Linked DNA regions of Mus musculus: region 1 is linked to region 2. Evidence: chromatin contacts called from public HiChIP or PLAC-seq data. All regions are on one chromosome and are shown on one strand. Each heading gives the region's core, a stretch centred on a gene start, on an enhancer-like site or on the middle of the called end of the contact. The rest is flanking DNA. Distances are from core to core; before and after follow the strand shown. Region 1 overlaps A930038B10Rik (a long non-coding RNA gene). Region 2 overlaps Wapl (WAPL cohesin release factor).

Region 1 (2,808 bases), core at 30-2,529, 76 kb before region 2:
TCCCTTGCATGGAGCATTGTCAGTGGGACTCTGTCCACTCTAGTGACAGCAGTACATGAGTTTTGCATCTGTGAGCTGCTTCAGGAAGCCCGTCTTAGCAAAATGTATACTCATCTCAGCTGTTTTATAACTTAAATTTTGATCCCAAAGTCTCCCCTCCCTCCAGAGCCTAAACAGTGAAAGTTCTCTGATTCTTTTTTTTTCTTTCTTTTTAAGCTTTCTAATCAGCCGGGCAGTGGTGGCACATGCCTTTAATCCCTGCAGAAGTCAGAAAAGGAATCCCTTGGAACTGGAGTTATGCATGGTTATGAGCCACCATGTCAGTGCTGGAGACTAAATCCAGGTCCTCTACAAGAGCAGCGGGCGCTCTTAACCACAAGCCATCTGTGATGGTTTGTATAGGCTTGGATCAGGAAATGGCACTATTAGGAGGTGTGGCCTTGTTGAAGTAGGTGTGTCCTGTATAATGCCCGCCCGGATTCTGCCATGCTCCCGCCTTGTTGATAATGGACTGAACCTCTGAACCTGTAAGCCAGCCCCAGTTAAATGTTGTTTTTATTTGGTCATAGTGTCTGTTCACAGCAGTAAAACCCTAACCAAGACACCATCTCTCCATCCCAGGACTCGATGTCTTTGAAGGACAACAGGGTAGCAACTGACTTTCTTGAAGATGGATACGTGCCCAGAAACAGGCATGTGCCCTGCCTTTGCTCTGGGGGAAAAGTATTGCTGTCTGAAGTTTACTGGCAGACAGGAAGGCAATCACATCGTTAGCCATCCTACCTCCAACAAACACCAACAAATAAGTCAATATAAACACTAACCTCAACGAACATCTCTACCATAGTCAGGGTGAGTGGTGGCTAGGCAGCCACACCCTGGACAAGGATGGAACCTTTAAGAAGCAGAAAGGTGTGAGGTGTGGGGTGGTTTGTTATTCGGTACGTTTTATACATGTGGTTTTCGGTATATTGGAGATTTAAATTTATTTTAAAATTAAAAAAAAAAAATACAGGACGAGGGGGATGTGTGCGCGTGCGCACCACAGCGCATGTGAAGATCAGAGCATAACTTCCGTGTTGCTTCTCTCCTTCCACAGAAAACTCAGGTGGTCAGGCTTGGTGGCAAGCGCCTACACCCGGCGAGCCGTCTCGCAGACACTTACACTGGGGACATTGACTTCAAGCTAAGCATTTCCAACTCCTAGAACCAAAGCAGGCTGAAGCGAGATGACCCAGGGGCCAGTCACCCAGGAGAAGGCTGCCTCCGGCTTCTGGCTGGCCGACTGCGCATGTCCTCCCAGCACAGTGCCCGCTACAGTCGAGAAAGCCTCGGCCAAGCCCGCACCCGACAGGCTCGGGGCTACAAGGCTTGTGGGGTTTAACCTGGGTCGACCTCCAGGAAAATCAAGATCAGAGCGGAGACGTGCTGAGAGGTAGGGACAGTCTGGAGTCTTAGGAGGTGGGACTTGGGCGGATGCACTCCTCTGGGCGCTCACGGTGCGTGGTGGATACTCTGACCCGCTCCTCTTGGCTGACCACGCACGAGGGCAGTCATCCTGGGGAAACTGAGGCCGCCAAAGTCATAGGGCTCATCCGAACATCCTGCCCCAACCCGGCGCGGCATCCAAGCACCTGCTCCATCTGGGGACACCCGGAGGTCTAGGCCGCCACACATAGCCCAGGGGGAGCGGTGATAAAGATGCGGAACTCGTCGCGCGAACGCAGAGGGGAGGGAGGAGGCGTTGAGAGTCTTGCGCCATGTGAGCTGGATCCGCGTGGGTCCCGTCAACCCAGCCGCTGTTGACGACGCCCAGGACCCGGAGTCCTGTGGACACAGCATTCGGGTGACCTCGGAGCCTCAAGAGATCTGCAGCTCGCCTGCTCCAACGCCCCTTCCCCAATATCCCTTCCTTAGAACCTCGGTCCCCTCCTGCATCCTTCTGTTCTATGATACCTTCCAGAGCCTCAAGAGGGCGCTGTGGGCGCGCTGCTGGAGGCCGCGCCTCCTGCCTCCAACTTAAGGTCCGAGCTGGAACTAGCTTTTGACACGAGCTCTTGAATACGTGTGTGGGACAGGCAAGGTGACATAACCCTGAAGCCTCAATCGCAGGAGAGAAATAAAGGCTTTTTTCCTTGTTTACTCTTTCTTACCTTGAATATCGTGATCATATCTTCACAATGAAAATAATATTTTGAATGAAAAAGTATTCCAAAATAAGCAGACATAAATCATATGGTAGGAGTAGCATGAAACAAGAAACATTTTGTAAGAGCAGAAGTGTTGGGGTACACAACCCTAACACTCAGGAGGCTAAGTTCGGTACCCTGTCACAAAATCAAACCAAAAGTTGATCAAACTTCCTTTCTGTGATCATAAGGCAAAAGACACTAAGGAAGTGTACCAGAGATGGCAGTCGAAGGTACCCATCACTATCATGGGACACAGTCTCGTCAATACGACAGGGTCAATGCGCTGGTGCACTCTCAGAAGCTGGAAAGAACCCCGGTGAATAAAAACTTGCACCAGATTGGGTCTGGTCACTGCCCATCACAGGTCGGTGGGCGGGGCTCATGAAGCCTTCGGCCTCTCTGAGGAGTTCTAGGCAGTTAAGGGTTCCTGGAGGGAGGGAGACATGTAGTGAAACCACTAGTAAGGTACCCATGCCCCCGCCCACGTTCATGTAAACAAAATTAAACTGACTGAGTAAACAAAAACAGGAGGAAGTCCTGAAAGCAGAAGGGGAGCTGGTTGGGAAGAGGAGGAGAACCAGGGACGAGAGGGGACATGAGAGGGTCCTGAGGATGA
Region 2 (2,700 bases), core at 32-2,531:
CTGGTTGCTGGGAATTGAATTCAGGACCTCTGGAAAAACAGACGGTGCTCTTAACCACTGAGCCATCTCTCCAGCCCAGAAAAATTATTTTTAATGCCATATTTAGACATATGATTACATTTTTTACAATGATATATATATATATGTATATATATCATCGTAAAAAAAATATATATATGGTTTTTTTTAAAGATTTACAGATATCCTGAGATAAACAATGTCACAATGGCTCATTGGTAACTTCCCAATAAAAAGTTAAGGGTTGAGCCCTCTAATGATAAATATATGTATACATACACACACACACACACACACACACACACACACACACACACACACATTTTTATTAAAAAAAAACACCAGTGTTAATGCTTTACTTACCCGTTTGGGGCCACTAAAAATCTTTCTGGTATTTTCCTTGGATTTATCTCCTTGTTTACTTATGGGCTTCTTCACACTCTCAGGCACACCAGGCAAGTCCTCTGTAAAATCCAAGTTTTCTGAAATGGTAATCAAAACTAGCTAGCTTTCCAGTGTTTCAAGTTATCAGAAAACACAAGGTTTTTTAAAAACATTAATGTTGGAGAAAATAATAAAGGATTAAAAATAGTAGTGGTTGATGAAGTACTCTAACCCTATTCTCTTACTTCAAAACCTATTACATATCTTTTCTAGTTGTATTTTTGTACTATCAGCAAAAAATCAAACATTTTCTCTTTTACTGAGAATGGGTGCTTATAATTAGCTGGCCTGGAATTCACTGGATGGCTTCTAAACAAAGATAACTACTCTAAAAAGTTTTTTAAAGATTTATATATGAGTGTTTTGCATAACTAATTCTTTGGGGGGATGTTCTTACACCCCTTTTGTTCTCATATAACTGCAGGGCCCACTCTAGCCCATTTTAGCTCCTGAATAAAAGACAGAGAGACCTGGTATTTTTATTAACAAGCTTCAAGCACTAAGCTGGGCAGGTTCAGAGCTATTCTATCTAACCTGGTTATGCTGTATACTTCCCAGCTATGTGGTCCTTTACCTACATCTGAGTCTTGCCTTGGCTCACTCTAGTCCATGTTTGTCCTCATGGCTGCTCTCTCAAGAGACCTCAATGGAGAATCCTCCTGGTTTATCCACATGGTCTCTCCACATCTTCTCCCTCTCTCCTCTCTAGTCTCTTTCCAGGACTGGAATAGGAAGTCCTGCCCTATTTCTGAGCAGCTAACTAGCTGATCAGCTCTTTATTACCCAATCAGAGGTGATGGGAAACAACTTTTACATAACATTAAGACCGGAGATGCTTGGCCATGCCATTGTCCAGACTGCAGATGTCTAGGCATAGAAATCAGCATCTGAATACACAGTGCACAAAACCGTCCGGTATAGGTATATGAGCCTGCCTGGGGAGACTGCAGAGATGGTAAGGCATCAGATTCTCTGGAACTGAAGTTATGAACCACTATGTGGGTGCTGGGAACTAAGAACAACAAACACACGTAACCACTGAGCCATCTCTCCAGTTCCAAAGAGGACAAAATTTTAAAAAGCACAATCTTTGGGAGTGGTGCACAGTCCTAATCCTAGCACTTGGGAGGCTGAGTCAGGAGGCAAAGAAACAACCAAGATAGCTATCCTTGGCTAGTACAATGTAGTTCAATGACCTGTGAGTCTTCACATAAAAACTACTGAAGGATTAGATTACTTCTCAAATGGTTATAAACATTTTCTTCTAATTTAGAAGGAAGAGAACCTCATCTTCTAAAAATGACTGCTGGTTCACACGTTATATCAAGACTGACCTGTAACTTGGTGTTTCTCATTCAAGTAGTCTTATAGTTTTCAAATGTTATTCAATATCAACTTCATTTCTCAAAGTGAGTCTTAACGTTTCATACTCCAGAATTTAAGTTCTATTGCTCCAAGATACAAAAATAGACCTAGCTCTCACTAGAGACTCAACCACTAAGAGGACCTTATCATTGAGCCTACAATCTTGAGACAAATTTTATTATTAAAAGAGAATACTGTGAGCAGTGGTGGTGCACACCTTTAATCCCAGCACTCAGGAGGCAGAGGCAGGCGGATTTCTGAGTTTGAGGCCAGCCTGGTCTACAGAGTGAGTTCCAGGACAGCCAGGGATACACAGAGAAACCCTGCCTCGAAAACAAAAAAGAGAGAGAAAGAGAGAGACAAAGAGAGAGAGAATTGAGAGAACTGAGAGAATCCTTACCTACTAGTACTTTCCAATCCTATGAGACCACAATTTGAGGCTTTGAGAATGTTTCAATTTTTTTCAAGTTTTGTGCTACTTCCAAAGGGTTTAATTAATTTCTTTTGAGTATTTCCCTCATAAAACCATCTGTTATCAGTACAGTTCTAAATGTCCTAAAAAAATCAATCCTTATGTCTGTATTACATTTGGATTTTCAAAACTAAAACAAGATGTTTGGTATCTCTGTCCCAAAGACTCAATAGTATAAAATTATCACATAAATTACCATATGCTAGCCTAGGGTTATATTTCAGTGGGAGAGCTTACTTACATGCAATTTGAATTGGGTTTGGAACCCTGAACTCACATGCATATAGCCACATGCAGGCACACACATCAACATGTAATTAAAAATAAATTTTATATATTTCAAACTAAAATGGAATATTTAGGAAAGAGCCTACCCTTTAATTAAAGCCTGAGAAAATTTT

Evidence for each region. HiChIP or PLAC-seq counts read pairs in DNA pulled down with a chosen protein or histone mark.
Region 1: an H3K27ac HiChIP or PLAC-seq map of embryonic stem cells shows a contact between it and region 2, with 8 read pairs. The contact joins two enhancer-like sites. A contact is called at or near these places in 1 of 15 datasets of contacts at CTCF or cohesin (large pre-B cells), 10 of 484 Hi-C or Micro-C datasets (CD8 T cells, Sertoli cells, cerebral cortex and 3 more), 10 of 115 datasets of contacts at active chromatin or transcription factors (the SCID.adh cell line, bone marrow-derived macrophages, craniofacial prominence and 3 more) and 2 of 9 other capture datasets (adipose tissue and liver).

Annotation. Positions count from the first base shown.
Region 1 is chr14:34,768,307-34,771,114 of GRCm38.p6, reverse strand. It overlaps A930038B10Rik (a long non-coding RNA gene), which reads right to left. Exons shown (of 5, transcript XR_001781218.2): 4 at 2,405-2,619; 5 at 1,014-1,827. Among named protein-coding and RNA genes, the nearest start is that of Gm52101, 4.7 kb to the right of the region's middle. Within about 2 kb of position 1,279, at least 206 of the 459 cell types and tissues checked have an H3K27ac peak or open chromatin away from gene starts, as enhancers often do. A contact at or near this core is called in embryonic stem cells, where this site is marked.
Region 2 is chr14:34,692,787-34,695,486 of GRCm38.p6, reverse strand. It overlaps Wapl (WAPL cohesin release factor), which reads right to left. Exons shown (of 19, transcript NM_001004436.4): 4 at 382-500. Among named protein-coding and RNA genes, the nearest start is that of 5830448L01Rik, 19 kb to the right of the region's middle. Within about 2 kb of position 1,281, at least 7 of the 459 cell types and tissues checked have an H3K27ac peak or open chromatin away from gene starts, as enhancers often do. A contact at or near this core is called in embryonic stem cells, where this site is marked.